Regions from separate parts of the Mus musculus genome. Here region 2 is linked to region 1. A link is a contact called in public HiChIP or PLAC-seq data. All regions are on one chromosome and are shown on one strand. The core of a region is the stretch at or near the end of the contact, and the rest is flanking DNA. Distances in the headings are between cores, read along the strand shown.

Evidence for each region. HiChIP or PLAC-seq counts read pairs in DNA pulled down with a chosen protein or histone mark.
Region 2: a contact with region 1 is called in a FOXA1 HiChIP or PLAC-seq map of pancreatic cancer cells. The contact joins two enhancer-like sites. A contact is called at or near these places in 2 of 39 promoter capture datasets (embryonic stem cells and pre-B cells) and 1 of 115 datasets of contacts at active chromatin or transcription factors (pancreatic cancer cells).

The regions. Positions count from the first base shown.
Region 1 is chr8:13,379,193-13,387,021 of GRCm38.p6, reverse strand. It overlaps Atp4b (ATPase, H+/K+ exchanging, beta polypeptide), which reads left to right. Exons shown (of 7, transcript NM_009724.2): 7 at 235-813. The coding sequence ends at 396. Among named protein-coding and RNA genes, the nearest start is that of Atp4b, 14 kb to the left of the region's middle. Within about 2 kb of position 4,206, at least 15 of the 459 cell types and tissues checked have an H3K27ac peak or open chromatin away from gene starts, as enhancers often do. A contact at or near this core is called in pancreatic cancer cells, where this site is marked.
Region 2 is chr8:13,646,011-13,653,839 of GRCm38.p6, reverse strand. The region is part of intron 1 of Rasa3 (RAS p21 protein activator 3); the gene reads left to right. Among named protein-coding and RNA genes, the nearest start is that of Rasa3, 28 kb to the left of the region's middle. Within about 2 kb of position 4,784, at least 230 of the 459 cell types and tissues checked have an H3K27ac peak or open chromatin away from gene starts, as enhancers often do. A contact at or near this core is called in pancreatic cancer cells, where this site is marked.

The sequences.
Region 1 (7,829 bases), core at 2,957-5,456:
GCTCTCACGTGCTGTTTGCCATCGGCAGTCCCAAGAGTCACTGCTCCTAGTCGCTCTGTGGGCAGACACCAGCCGCTCTGTGATCCAAGGGCTCCTTTGGGCCAGACAGACCTGACCCCAGGACAGACCCACAGAGGAGTCCTTTATGCCTGCCCCTCCCCTCTTCAGTTAGCCTTGTTTTTCTTGACATCAGGGTTTTGTCAAGCATGTCACCCCCCTGTGCTTCCACTTCAGCCCCACTACAGCAACCCTCTGGTGGCAGCCAAGCTCCTCAACGTCCCCAAGAACATGCAAGTCAGCATCGTGTGCAAGATCCTGGCAGACCACGTGACCTTCAACAACCCCCATGACCCCTACGAAGGGAAGGTGGAGTTTAAACTTACAATACAGAAGTAAAACGTGGGAGTGGTGTCCACCCCTCAGATGGGTGGACACGGATGGACACTCTTCCTGACTGCACAGCCTCTGCTGGCCAGCATGCACGGCCACTTCCATCATGGCCCAGAGCTGACACCAGGAAGTGCTCCAGCCCAGCACTCCCCGAGTATCACCAACCCTCACGTGAGCGCAATCCTATCGGAGCTGTGGGGTTAACACGGGGACCCAGAGTCCGGCTGCCACTAAGGAAGGCCTATCTGTCCACATTTCTGTCCTGTGATCATTTGCCCGTCCTGCACTTCAATATGAACTATGGGTCCACATCAGGGTAACACTGGTCACCCTGGCATGACACATCTCCAGTTCGTGCTTCTGAGACCACAGTCCCTATGCCATCAAAACAAACTATATTAAAGTTATTCTTATTCTGTGTGAAAAATCCATGCCTTTCCTGACCCCAGGGGAAATTTCTACTAAGAACTGAACACCCCTTTATCTAAAACCTTTCTGTGATTTCAACCGCAATACAAGTGTCTTTGGCACCTCAGTCACCGGGGTCAGGCATCTCCGAGATGGAGGAAGGTGCAGGGAGACTCAGAGGGACCCACCCAGCCTGCCACTGCCCACAGACCTACCCTGTTGCCACCTCCTGTCTCTCAGCCCCCAAGGTCTCAGGCCCTTTCCTTAGAAAATGTTCACACTTCATATTGCCTCCTTCCATGCAGCCAAAGACCAAAAATGTCTGCATTTGTCTTTTCCCAGCTGAGACAGGCACAGCTCAGGAGGACAGACGTGAGTGTACACACACACACACACACACACACACACACACACACATTCACACACATACAGAGTGTAACCAGGTACAGAGCTTCCTGGGGCGTAAGACCTACACATGTATCTACACAGACTACCCTGTGTACCCTTTTATGTTCCGCAACGCACCCTGTTGAATACTTTAAAGTGACACAAGAATTGGGGGAAAGGGTTGTTTTCACTTCCACTAGCAAACGATCCACTGATCTGACCAAGCCAAATAAAACATCTTGCCCTCTGTCTAGTTAGAGTTATTACTGCTATGGTGAAACACTAACCAAATTGGGGAGGGAAGGGTTTATCAGGCTTACACTTCCATGTCACCATTCATCACTGAAGGAAGTCAGGACAGAAACTCACACAGGGCAGGAACCTGGAGGCAGGAGCTGATGCAGAGGCCATGGAGGGTGCTGCTTGCTGGCTTGAGTCTCATGGCTTGCTCAGCCGGCTTCCTTATAGAACCCAGGAATGACTCAACCAATTGGCTGGGCCCTCTCATATCAATCACTAATTAATACCCTAGAGGCCTGCCTACAGCTCAGTCTTACGGAGGCGTTTCCTCAGCCTAGGCTCCTTCCTCTCAGGTGACTCTAGCTTGTGTCACATAGACTACCCAGCACAGCTGACCTCTTGTCAGCTTGACACACAAACACATCACAGCTAAGACACAACCTTCTTTTCTTCCCAACACCTCACATTAAAAAACATAAATACCTTTAAAAGCCTAGGAGTCTATAAATTCAAACACAGTAAAAGTTCAGCCCCTTTAAAATATCCAGTCTTTGTGAAAATCCCCAATCTCTTTTAAAAGTTCAAAATCTCTTAATCGTGGGCTCTTGTAAAACTCAAAATTAAGTTAAATAATTCCTTACTTCAAGAGGGAAGAACTGGGGCACAGTCACAATCAGATCAAAGCAAAACAAAACTCCAGCAGCGCAAATAACAGCATCTAGTGTCTGAGATCTGCTCACAGTCTTCTGGGCTTCTCCAAAGGGCTGGGCTCGCTTCTCTGCCCTTTGCCTCACACACAGCTTTCCTTCTGGGTTCTGGCTGACTTAACTCCACTACTGCTACTGTTTCTGGTGGTCATCCCATGGTACTGACATCTCCACAAATGCTGGGTCTTCTGCTGCAACTGGGTTGCACCTTCACCAATAGCCTCTCCTAGGCTTCCTTCATGGTGCCAAGTCTCAACTTCTCTGCACAATCCCTTTAATTCTGGAGTTTCAACTATATGGAGGCTACACCTTCTCCAGTGACCCATCCTGGCTTCTCACAGTGCTAGGCCTCAGCTGCTTTTCATGATCCTTTCATGCATTCAAAACCAGTACCACCTGGATAACTCTTACACTACCGAGTTCAGCTGCCAGCAGATTCATATTCTCTCTCTCTCTCTCTCTCTCTCTCTCTCTCTCTCTCTCTCTCTCTCTCTCTCTCTCTCTCTCTCTCTCTCTCTCTCTCTCTCTCTCTCTCTTCCAAGATTTGGTTTCTCTGTGTAGCCCTGGCTGCCTCCCAAGTGCTGGGATCAAAAGTGCACCCGCCCCCCAACTCTCCCCAGTCACCACTAATTTCTCAGCTCCAGCTGACCAGCACCTATTGTGCCAGTAAAACATGGGTTTTACTTCATTGGTTCTGGTCTCTTGTTAATAATCATGCTAATTCTTCAGTCCCAACTGACCAGAACCACAGATTTGTAAGGAAAGTCCTGATGGAGTGCTTCCTTCCTCTGAAGCTTCACAAGCCAGGCCTCCATCACCTGCACTGCTCTCAATAATCTCATCTTCCAAGCTCCCACAGAACAGCTCACTGAGTTCTCAACACTCAATGGCTTTTCTACCCAAAGCCCTTCCATAACCGCACCCCACCCCCCACCCCCCCAAAAAAAACCAGCACAGTCAGGTCTGTCACAGCAAAACCCCACTCCTGATACCAACATCTAAGGAATTCTGTTGCTGTGATGAAATACCGTGACCAAAAGCAACTTGGGATAATTGGGTTTCTCTGGCTCACACTTCCATATTGTAGTCCATCACTGAAGTAAGTCAGGATAGGAACTCAAACGGGACAGAAAACTGATGCAGAGGCCATGAAGGGGTACTGCTTACTGGCTTGTTCCTTGTGGCTTTCTTAGCCTACTTTCTTACAGAACCCAGGACCACTAGCCAAGGACCACACCCACATGTGGGCAGGGCCCTCCCTCATGAATTAAAAAAATGCCCTACAAGTTTGCCTGCAGAATCTTTTTTTTTTTTTTTTTTGGTTTTTCGAGACAGGGTTTCTCTGTGCAGCCCTGGCTGTCCTGGAACTCACTCTGTAGACCAGGCTGGCCTCGAACTCAGAAATCCGCCTGCCTCTGCCTCCCGAGTGCTGGGATTAAAGGCGTGCGCCACCACGCCCGGCTCTGCCTGCAGAATCTTATGGAGATCCTCAATTGGGGTTCCCTCCTTTCAGATGACTCAAGTAGGCACAGAACTATCCAGTGCAGCCCCTTTTGTGTCTGGCAGTCCTTCCTTCCCACCTAACACAAAAATTGCCAGCTTGACTTTTTAGGGCAGCTGGCGACATCTGCTCATTCCCAGCTGACACCCACTGCCCCCATTTCCCCACAGACGCCGTGTTCACCAGGTCCCTTGTGTTTCTGTGAATCTAACTTTGGGTACCTTATGTGACCACAGTGTTTTCTTCTGACTGGTCACACAGAGACTCAAGTTTCATCCTGTGTCAGAATTCCCTTTTCAGTCAAGATTTAAAGTCTTTCTGTGTGTGTAGACCACACCTGTCCTTCATGTAACCAGGGCCACTTGGGTTGTTTTACCTTCGTTTTTATTGGTGACCGATGGTGCTTAGATCATGAGTGTTCAACTCAGTCTTCAAGACCTGCTTGCACAGCTTTGCACACACACCAAATTCCTATTTTTAACCCTTTCAGGGGCAGCCCTCCTGTGTTTCCCACTGAGGTGACTCCATTTCCTATCCCTACCAGTAGAGATTCCATTTCTCATATCCTGACCAACAAGTGTGTGTTAGACAGCTGTATGGTGCTATACCACAGGCCTGGGATTAGTCATTCAGTAAAGAACAAAGGTTCACTTTGAGTCATAACTGTGGGCTTTGACCAGGCTCACCCATTGCCTAATAGGTGTCTGGTAGGGCCACAATAGTATGGCAGGGAATGGTGAACGAATTTGGCTCACATCATAGTCAGGAAGCAGAAACAAAAACAAAAACAAAACAAAACAAAACAAAACAATCAAAAAAACCCACGCACAACTCAGATTCTAGGATCCGTCTCAAGGGCAGATCCCCCAAATGGCTTAAAGACTTACCATGAGGTCTCACGTCTTAAAATTCCACGACTTACCAAATTGCCAAACTAAGTACTTGCCTGTGTGGGTCTTGGGCTGGGAACAGGGCTCAGTTGCAAGCACAACTATCTAGCTTAGAAGCCCTGGGTTACAAGCGCAGCATATATAAACTAGGTGTGGTGACACACACTTGTACTACTGCACTTGGGAGTCAGAGGTAGAAAGAAAGGACGTTCATGCTCCTTCAGCTACGTAACAAGTTCAAGGCCAGCCTGGGACCCGGGAGACCCTATCTTAAAACAAAAACAAGAACAAAGAGTAAAAAGACAAGCACCACACCCAGGTAGAAGCTTTAAGGATCCATCACAGATCCAAGCCGTAGCGACTTGCCAGTTTCTGTATTTCCTGCTCTCACGGGTCGTCGTCGTCTGGGCATTATGATGGCATCTCTTTGTGGCTCTAACTTCCATTCCTTGATTCTTATGCTCATGCTTGCAAACCACTCCCAACCTTCACGGAGAGGCGTCCAATCACAGCCTTGCCCTCTCTTCACCAGGCATGCTGCTTGCTGTTGGTGGTTGGTTTTAAGAGTTCTCTCCATGCTACATACTGATTCTCAGAGTTTGTAAGGTATCTCTTTCATTCTATGGTGTGATGACTAATCTCACTGCCAACTTGACTAAAGTTAGAATCACTATAGATAGATACACTTCAGGGTCAGCGTCCAGGCCGATGTAAGAGGAAGCACGCTGAGCACTAGTAGCCATCTCTGCTTTCTGATCATATAAGAGCTGTCAAGTGCTCCCGCGGCCAAGCCTTCACCACTATAATGAACTGTTCCTCTCACAAGCTATAGGCAAAGCTTAGCCCTTCCTGCTTCAAGTTACTATCAGGTGTTATCCTGGTGATGAGAGAAGTCATGGATACACATGGGTTAGCAGTTGTCTGTTGCTAGTGACTTTCAATGCACAGTAAGTAGCCATCCCCACCGGAGGTTTACAATGTTTTCATTTCATGCCTTAATTTTTACTTTATGTGTGCTTTGCCTGCATGTATATCTGTGCATCATATGGAAGTCAGAAAGTATGAGATGCCCTGAACTGCAGTTACAGATGGTTGAGTTACCACATGGGTGCTGGGAATCAAGCCTGGGTCCTCTGCAAGAGCCATCTTACCTGCTGAGCCATCATCCCTGGCCCCCTTAGCTATTTATGTGGCACTCCATCAATCCAGTTTATTTCACTTGCACATATCCTTCAGTGCCAGAGGGACGATGCCAAAGCACCTAGCTTTGTGAACTAAGTGGCCTCTGGGTTCTCAGTGCCCCAGCAAACAGGCAGCCTCTGGTGGGGACTGACTCCCCAGTCCTCCTTGTGTGAGTCAGTCTGGTCGATCCTTTATGCTCATTCTATGGGTCTGGTTCCTCTCCAGAACCCTGATAGCTACACAAAAGTAATCAATGCAGGTTGCACCCTGCCTCCTTACTATTTCTAAAAGTATTTTAGTGGATCCCTTTGGATTTCAGATTGTATCTAATATGTAAGATTAACCATTTTACTTATCAAACTGGGATGTCTTTCATTTCTTACCTAACTCCTGGCTAGAATTTCTAGTATTATGTTGTCATCAGCACCCCGACACCCTGCTCCCTTCAATAACCGGCATCATGCTCAGTGGCTGTTCATTAATGACCTTGTTAGTTTTTTTTTTTTTCCCCTATTCCTCATTTGCTGACTACTCGAAAGTGCCGAGTTTTGTAAACTGTTTTCCTGATCAGAGCTAATCAGATAAGGTGATAGGATGGAGGCCTGTCAGCCTGCGGGTATGAGCTAACCCACGGTGTGCACAGGAGCTGCTTCTTTAAGTATAAAGGAAACAAACTGTGGAGTCAGCAAAGCTCTAATACTAGTGACTTTTTGTTGTTGTGTTTATAGAGGTCTATGTCCTTCATTTTGGTTTCTGGCCACTGCTGTCTTCATAACCTGATAGACTGTCATGAGCACTGACTACCAGACCAGGTACAGGGGGTACAAATCCCCTCATCTTTGATTTGGGGATGATTTCATCTCTCCTTTAATTTTTTTTGTTTTTTGTTTTTTTTTCGAAACAGGGTTTCTCTTTATAGCCCTGGCTGTCCTGGAACTCACTTTGTAGACCAGGCTGGCCTCGAACTCAGAAATCTGCCTGCCTCTGCCTCCCGAGTGCTTCGATTAAAGGTGTGCGCCACCACGCCCGGCTAATTTTTTTTTAGGAGAGGGAGTCCAAATTGAAGCATGGTCGTAACTCTGTGGCCTAGCCTAGTATATGAAATTGAAAATCAGTTCTTGAAGCCTTTAAAACTTATTATACATGTAGTTGTAAAGGGAAAGAACACACGTGGTCAGAGGACAACTCTGTCAGTTCTCTAGATGGGTCCCAGGGATTGAACTCAGGCCACCAAGCTCACACAAGGACATTATACTCTGAGGCATCTGGCCTGCCTAACAGGGTTCCCCCGCAACACAGTATTCTTATTATTTGGGAATTTCATGCAATGCATCCTGAGCACGTGCGTCCATAAAACATACCAAGTCCAATTTGTGCTGCCCATATACTCACTGGAGGATGGTCAAACTCCCAGCAGCTAGTTCTTAGAAATCTCTGTTCTCCCCACACACGCCCATCCTAGCAGAAGCCATCGACCGTGAGGAGCTAGGCTTGACCATCCCCACCAGTTTTAAAGGACTTTCTTCAATAGCTTCCCCACTAGGGTTCTTCATGGATGGGCCCCTCTCACCCTTTCTGGTGTTCTGAAGGTTTGGGCGTACTGTCTCCTGGCCCCACAGATGACAACTCTGGATGCTAAGTGCACACACATGATGTCTCCCTCTTTGGCTTTCAACAGTACCTTTCAGAAGCCTCGTGAAAATGTGCACACCCTCGTTGACTCCAATTTGTTTTGTGGATGCGCAGTCAGGTGGCCTTTACACAAGCATGGCGAGTCTTCAGCTGCTGTCTTACCACACCCCCTGCGCTTTCTCCTCTGCAAATATGGGTGTTTGTGGCACATCCCTCAGATCTTTTTCTCCCGTTCCTCAGACCTGAGAACTGTATTGTTGTATTTGCCAGTTAGGTCTGACACCATCTCTGTGTTTTCTTTCCATCCAATTCTGCCCAGGACTTGTGCCTGAAGTCTCCGCTTGACTGCTGCCTCCCTGGTTTGTGAACCACTTTCCTGGCACTTACTCACCTTCCCTCGGTTCTTTGAGCATCTCTGAGGTGACTGATTACAATGCTGTGCTGGGTGTTAAGTAATCACTCTCAGGAGTGTCTGATTTACCTCTTCCTGTA
Region 2 (7,829 bases), core at 3,535-6,034, 270 kb before region 1:
CTTTAGCAGTAGTACACCAAATTGTAAATGATCATGTTCAGTGTAGAAAATAGCATGTTACAGGATGCAGAAAGCCATGCCCTCTCCAAGGGCCAGAAGGAGCAGGGCCAGGGAGAAGCCTGACCCCGGGCTGATCTCCAGTCCTCTAGAGATGGATGGTCTGGGCTTGGGGAGTAAGCCTAGTTGGTAAGGGGAATTGCTAGCATGTTTGAAGCTGTGTGTTCTAACCCTAGCATTACATAAACCATGTGTGGTGGTTCCTGACTGCAGTCTGAGCTCTGGGAGACCGAGGCAGGAATACCCGGAGTTCAAGGCCATCCCCAGTCAGTTCCAAGGCAGCCTGGGATACATGAGCCCCTATCTGGGAGGAGAAAATTCAGTATGGGAAGGCTGAGAGAGAAGGGACAATGCTTGATGGGAAGGTTGGGCAGAGAGCACCGTCTGTAGAAGACTGGTCATGTAAGCATTAGGACACAAGTTCAGTTCTCAGAGCCCTTGTATGAAGTTGAGCATGGCGCCTTGTGCTTCTGATTCCAGCTCTGGGGAGGCAGAGACGAGGAGATCCCTGGGGATCACTAGTCAGCCACATTAGCCTAATCAGTAGACCCCAGGTCCCAGCGATGGCTCCTGAGCAGCAACAACTGAGGTTGGCCATGTGTCTTCACAAGCATGTGTGCACGCGTGCTCAAATGAGCACATACTCTCGCACTTGCACACACAAACACGCACAGATGTACGCGCACACACACACACACACACACACACACACTCACACTCACACTCACACTCACGCACACTTGGAGGGGTGTTGGGGAATCTAACAAGAAGATTAAACCAGAGTTAAGATGTATGCGTATCCTCCGACTCTTCTCAATACCTACCTTATTCTAACAAACTAAAGAGAAACCATGCTCAGGTATGTGTGTCTGGTCTCCAGCCTGATAACCCTTGCTCCTTCTAATGCACGGAACAATATAGAAACCTGCCAGATTTTGTTAAGAGAGTTTAAAAACAAAAACCTTGGAAATTTGCTTTGGTCAACAGTGCTTTGGTCAAGTGGAGTTGGCTTGTGTGTGAACATGGAGGAGTGGCTGAGCTGTATATAGAGGTAGGAGCGGGTTGTAGTGGGCTGCAGCTGTGCTGTGTTGGGGCAGTGGCTTTGTACTGATTGGCTCTGCTTCCCCAGACTCGCCCTGGGATGGGGAGACTGGGCAGTTACAGCAGTGGTGTCCGGTGTGGGGCTCAGCTAGTGGGTTGCTGAGAGTTGTTCTGTAACCTACATCCGGATTTTATTGCTCAGGTAACTGAAGCAGGAAGGAAAAACCTAAGGTCATTCAGGACTTTGACCCCTAAGGTCACTCAGGACTTGACCTGTAAGGTCATTCAGGACTTTGACCCTTAAACAGCTACTGATTGGCTCTGGGGCTGTTCTGGTGGGCGTGTGATCAGAAATGCTTGGTCCCGGGAAGTGATGTCAGTGCCTAGAGATACAGCTGTTCTGTGCAGGAGCAGTGAGACTGAGACAGAGGTGACAACCGCATTGCCGAGGGAGCTTGGAGACCAAGGCTGCTCTGGGAAGCCTGCAGACGAGAACCCAGGGGTGGGGAGGTTGTAGGTATCAGCAAGAGGGAAGGGGGTGTCCAGAGGTGTGTGAGCCGCAGAGCCTAGCATGTGCAGGAGAGTCCAGGGAGGAGCCGGATCAGCTGGGCACAGATGGCCACGTGGCAGTTGGGGCTTCCATGTTGGCTGGGATTAAGTTTGACTGAGACACCAGGAGGGTGGTGGGCCCTCATCTGAGTCGGTGAGGACTTGGATGTGGGTTTACTGGGAAGATTTCTTCCTGTGAGTGTTTTTCTGTCTGGGAACAGCTACATGGTAACGAAGGAGAGTCCTATCAGAGACATGTGGGGTGCATTCTGGGAGCTAGGTGTCCGGCAGCAAGCCATGTCAAGTGTCTGGCAAGAAGCAGGTGACGCTGAGTAGGGAGAACAATTCATAGATGTCACTGGAGGCAGGAGGATGACCCTGATCTGGCATCCATGAGTAAAATAGAATGGCTGGGTACCCTTCGGACCTGAGACTCTCAAGGGGGTTGGGGAGGAAGTCTGGGCGCTCAGGAGACATGCCAGGGGTTCTTGGTGGGAAGTGTTGCTCATGGTGCTTTCTCCTGAGTCTACTCTGTGTTCTCTGCTGCCGTGACTCTGGCAGCAGTGGAGTGAAGCCCGACACAGGGCAATGCACGGCAGGGCCTAGAAACACAGTACTGTTAGAGAAGTTGGCTACAAAGGGAATACATTTGTCCATTTATGTGAAGCATCCGTGGTATTGGTAACCCCACAGACAGGAAGGAGTAGTGCTGATTTCTGCTCTCTCAGATGATGAGGCCTCTCACACAGTGAGGCTCTGCTGCTCTGTGACACAGTCAAAGGTACAGACTTGACAAGGGAGAATTGTATCCTAGTGAATTACATCTCGGTAAAACATAATTGAAAATAAATAAATCTCAAACTAGCTCCTGTCTTTGGCTGACCATTGCTCTGCTGAAACTGTGACCAGAAGGAGTCATCTTGGGAAGGAAAGGGTTTGCTTGGCTCACAGTTCTGTGTCATAGTTCAGTGTCAAAAGCAAGTAGGGCAGGAACTTAAGCAGGGCGGGATGCTGGAGGCAGGAGCTGACACAGAGGCCGTGGAGGGATGCTGCTTACTGGTTCGCTCCCTATGGCTTGCTCAGACTTCTTTTTTATAGAGCCCAGGACCACCAGCCCAGGGGTGTCACCACCCACAGTAGACCGGGCGCGTCCCCATCCGTCAGTAATTAAGAGAATGCCCTACATGCCTGCCTACAGCCTGAGCTCATGGAGGCGTTTTCTTGATGGAAGGTTCCTTCCTCTCACATGGCTCCGGCCCATGTCAGGTTAACATGAAACTAACCAGCACAGATACCTTCTGAGGTCCACGGTGGCGGGGTCAGTGTGAGTGTGTGTGTGTGTGTGTGTGTGTGTGTGTGTGTGTGTGTGTGTGCACTCATGAGGACTCAGGAAATACAAAGTAATATTTACTTGGCTTCATGACTGACTCACCAAAGCAGATGAGGGCTTCTTGCCAATTTAGTTCAGCTTATTATCATTGGAGATGAAGAGAAGCCTGTGTGTGCCTCATACTTTATTTCCATGCCTGTAAGAAGAGGCAAAGGGAGGCTCTAGAATCCTGCAATGTATGTGCTGAGCTGGGAGGTGGTGGGGTGGGGGGGGGGTAGGTGAGGTGAGGGTATTAGAGGTGGTGTCCATCCCAGCTGGAGTACTGTGAATGTATGGGAGTGTCCTTGAGCCGAGCTTACCAAATGTCTGTCAGATTCCACTGGGTAGGTGAGAGAATAATAAAGCTAAAAATAAACTCCCAAAGACCTGCTTCTTTCTTCACTTTCTGGCTCCTTACAAAGATGAGGGATAGAGTGTGAACAGGTACAGGGAGTATGAAATCGAGTGTGGGTGGCGGCCACTGTCCATATGGAGGTAACTGCATTTCACACGAGGTCAGGGAGATAGCTTAGTTAGCAAAGTGTCTGCCTTGGGAGTATTAGGACCCAAGTTCGAACCCCAGAACCCACATCAAAAAGCTGGACATGGTGGCTCACGCTTTTATCCCTAGCACTGTGGAGATGGAGACAGATAGATTCCTGGGTCTCTGGTCAGCAGCCTAGCTAAGTTGGTGAGCCCCAGGGAGAGAGAGATCCTGTCTCAAAAATAAGCCAGATGGCTCCTGAGGAACGACACTCAGGATGGATCTCTGGCCTCCATGTGTATGTACACACACATCCGCCCACCTACACATGCATACAAAATAAAACTATAAAAAATTTTTTGCAAATGGCCCACAACATAGAATTCAGAAAACTGCGGCAGTAACCCATTCATCTTAAAGTGTACAGTTTCCACTAATCATCTGCTGCGATGTGCCGCTATGGATATCTAGTTAATCTTTTAAAAATTCACTCCCAGAACACCCTGTCATTTTCGGAAGCATCATGCATGCCTGTCCAGGTGACTGACTGTGGTTTGTCAACTCCTGCCTCCATAGGAACGTGGGCCATTCCCACCTGCTGGGTATTGTGGCTAAGCATAGCCACAATTTCGGTTCAGCACTTATAACCCTTCTTCTCTCTCCCTCCCCCTTCCTTCCTTCTCTCTCCGCTCTCTTCTCTCTCCCCATCCCATTCATTTCTTTCCTTATTCCTCCATCCCTCCCTCTCACCCTCCCTCTTCTCTCCTTCCTCTCCCTCCCTGCCCCCTCTCTCTGTCCTCTATCCGTGGTCCAGGGTTGGTACTCGTGTAACTGAGGCCCTGTGGGACCATTGTCTACTGCAACTTTGTCTCCTTTTGTCGCAGCAACAATACTCCGTGTTCAGTTTCTCCCCATTCTCTGCTTTGCTTGTTTGTTTGTTCTGTTTTTCTCTTTTAAACTGTAGCTGCCCTTTGTGCCCTGTGTGAAGTGTGATAGCTTGTGGTTTTGGGTTGAGATTTTGTAATGACTAATGACATTGACATTTTCTGTTTCTTTGAGGAAGTATTTGTTTAGGTCCTTGGGTCTCTCTCTCTCTCTCTCTCTCTCTCTCTCTCTCTCTCTCTCTCTCTGTCTCTGTCTTTCTGTCTGTCTGTCTGTCTGTCTCTGGCTTCCTTTGTTGAGTTGCAAAACTGTTTACAATTGAACTCTAGGGCTAGGAGTGTAGCGCTGTGATAGAACACTGCTAAGTTTGTGCAAGGCCCTGGCTTCTATCCACAGTACCAAACAAGCACATATACTAAGCTTCTGCCAGGCATGTGACTTGACAGTCACTGCTCTCCTGCTGTGGGTAGCCTTCCTATGTAGCCTTTGTACTGTGTGAGGTTGTTGTTCCCAGACACCAGTGCCGTTGGCTCTTCTTCACTTACCACTGCTTTCTGTGCGTTGGGGGCAGGGCGAGGCTGAGGTTGAATGCCCAGAGTGGGGGCAGCTATGCGGACATACCCTGTGTGTATGGGGGACAATTGTTCTGAGTTTCAAAGATTATAGGGCTTCTTGGGATTGTGACAACTAGGTCCTTCTTTGTCACCAGAGCCGTTTGTCTGACTATTCCTGCCTCAGTCTGTTGACATCAGGGAAGGGAGGAGAGGAGAGACAGGGGAGGGGAGGGGAGATAATTGTCTGACTATTCTTGCCTCTGTCTGCTGACAGCAGGGAAGTGGGGATAGGGACAGGAAGGGAGGGGGAGGGAAGGGAAGGAGGAATTTTATTGGCCCTTAATGAGAGCATGGCCTCCCCCTCTCTGCAGATGAAGCATGTCGCTGGTACAGTGTGACTGAGTAGCTACCCCTGTGTCTTCACCAAGGTTACACATGCATGCTGTCTCTTGCTGTACAGGAGTTTGGCATTACACTGTGTCCTCTCTGTGCTCAGAAGTCTCCCAGGAAGTGTCCAAGATAGCCTAGAGTACCCACAGGATGCCTGAGAAGCCAGACTGCCTTGTGTTCCATGAAAAAAACCTGGCTTTGGCTGGAGCAGTCCTCAGGGCCCCTTAAACCTGAGCAGTATGTGACTGACATCTAATTCCATAAGAGAGCATTCTAGTTGTGGCGCTGGGACATTTTGTCATTTGCCAGTAAATATTTAAATAGTTTTCCCTTCTTGTCAGAGGCTTATGATCAAATAGAAGCCATCCATTTAACATTGGTTCTAGATTTTTCTTTTCTTTCCCTTTTTTTTTTGTTTTTTGTTGTTGTTGTTGTTTTTTGTTGTTGTTGTTGTTGTCATTGTTTTTGTTTTGTTTTGTTTTTGTATCAGCTGAATTGAGGCCAGGTTCTGATGATTAGAAGACGGGAAAAGGTTTTGCTAAATCTTCTCGACACATCCAGTCCAGGACTCCTTCAGCTAATGGTGTGGAAAGGAGAAAGAGGAGAAAAGAGTTCCCCAAAATTAGAGGGTGAATGACCTCCAAGTGAAGCAGGCTTGTCACAGGAGGAAGCCCTTGTCCCCAGGTCAGGACTGGTGGTCCTGGCACTGTTTGCAATGAGCTGGTTGTTGGTAGAGAGTAGTCAGGTGGATGAGAAGCTGGCCCAGGGCTGGCCTTTGGTACCATTTTTATGGCTTGGCATTTGTCGGCAATGAGGGCAGGCCAGACAGGGATCAGCCACAGGCAAGTGGGATCTGTAGCCTGTGTGCACGGAGTCTTGCACAGGCTTCCGATATTGGGACCTTTAGCTCCCAACACTCTGGAGATAGAGGCAGGCGAACCTTGTGCCTTCTAATTTTGAGTTTGAGGCCAGCCTGGACTACATAATTCCAGGACAGCTAGGGCTACACAGAGAAATGCTGTCCCAGGGAAGGGGGGCGGGGGGGATGATGACAAATTTTTAATCAAAGGGAATGCTTACAATATAAACTACTATATAATTATATATGCATATATGTATATATACATTATATATTATATACTATATATGCACATATATGTATATTATATACTATATATGTGCACATGTAGGTATATATGTTTTATATACTATATGTATATATACATGTTATACCTTATATACTATATATGTGTGCATATATGTGTACATGCATTATGTATTATATGTATATATACATTTTATATATTATATACTATATGCATACATGTGTATGCATTATATGTTATATGTATATATGCATTTGTATATTTATACTATACATGTATATGTGTATATATAGTACATATAGTATACAATAGAATATGTAATACATATGTACACACACTATAAAATATACTATTAACAGTGCTTTGACAATGCTCTGTACTGCCTTGGGGAGGTAAGGGCTTCTAATTTGTCTTAGTCTCAGTGCCTCGTGGCTGGTTCCCCAAATGCAGTGTCTCCCAGATCGGCTCCTTGACTCAAAATCAACACTGCACATGGAGGAGGAGCTCTTGCTACATCTCTGTGACATCTTGTCTGAGATCTGTGGTTCCTCCAGAGATGGCTGTCAGGTCAGGGAGGGCTCTAGTGACCTCATAGCCCAGGAAGGTTGCCTAGGTTGACATACACCTAGGAACTTCAGTAAATTAGAAGTAAGGTCCACAAGACGCTGGGGAAATGGAGATTTTGATAATGAGTCTGATGTAGATGTCCCTAAACTATGGCTTCAGGGATCCCATTAGACAATTTGAATGCAGTCCCTGTCTGTACCTGTCCCTTGTCCTAAGGGGGAAGAAGAGCGAGTTGGGGAGAAGTGTTATGTATAAGTAGTTTAGATTGCTTACCAGGAAATGGCTTTAACTTTTGAATTAATGGCATAGGGTTAGAGATCTTCAAAAAAAATCTCTTTGTAATAAACAGACATATACCATAAATGGACACCATAGAGAGGCCATGGGAAACTGGTGCTTTTATCTGTCTAGCAATGTGGTCATTTAAATGAATTTTGCATCAGATTTTAATTCTAGGAATTTATCACACAGAAATGGAATCTATAGAGGTCTATTTAATTACTGCTTTTTTGGTAACAGCAGAAGATAGAAAATAACCAAAGTGCCCTTTACTGGAGAAGGTTAAGCCTCAGACCCCTCACGGGCTCTCTGCTGCAAGTGCTTACAGAGATGCGAGCCACTTGGTGCTTTTAAAGAGCCCTGTAATGGAACATTGTATGCAGGAGTATAAAAGGAAGCCAGTGTAAAACTGGAATTCAAACAGTGTGAAGCTAGCAAACGGGAGCCCCAAGCCAGGACCTGTGGGTGGTGGGGGTCCCAGTCTCCACCCTGGATGCGGTAGACGCTGGGGAAACAACTCAGAAAGGGGGTGGGCAGTGACGAAGTCGGGT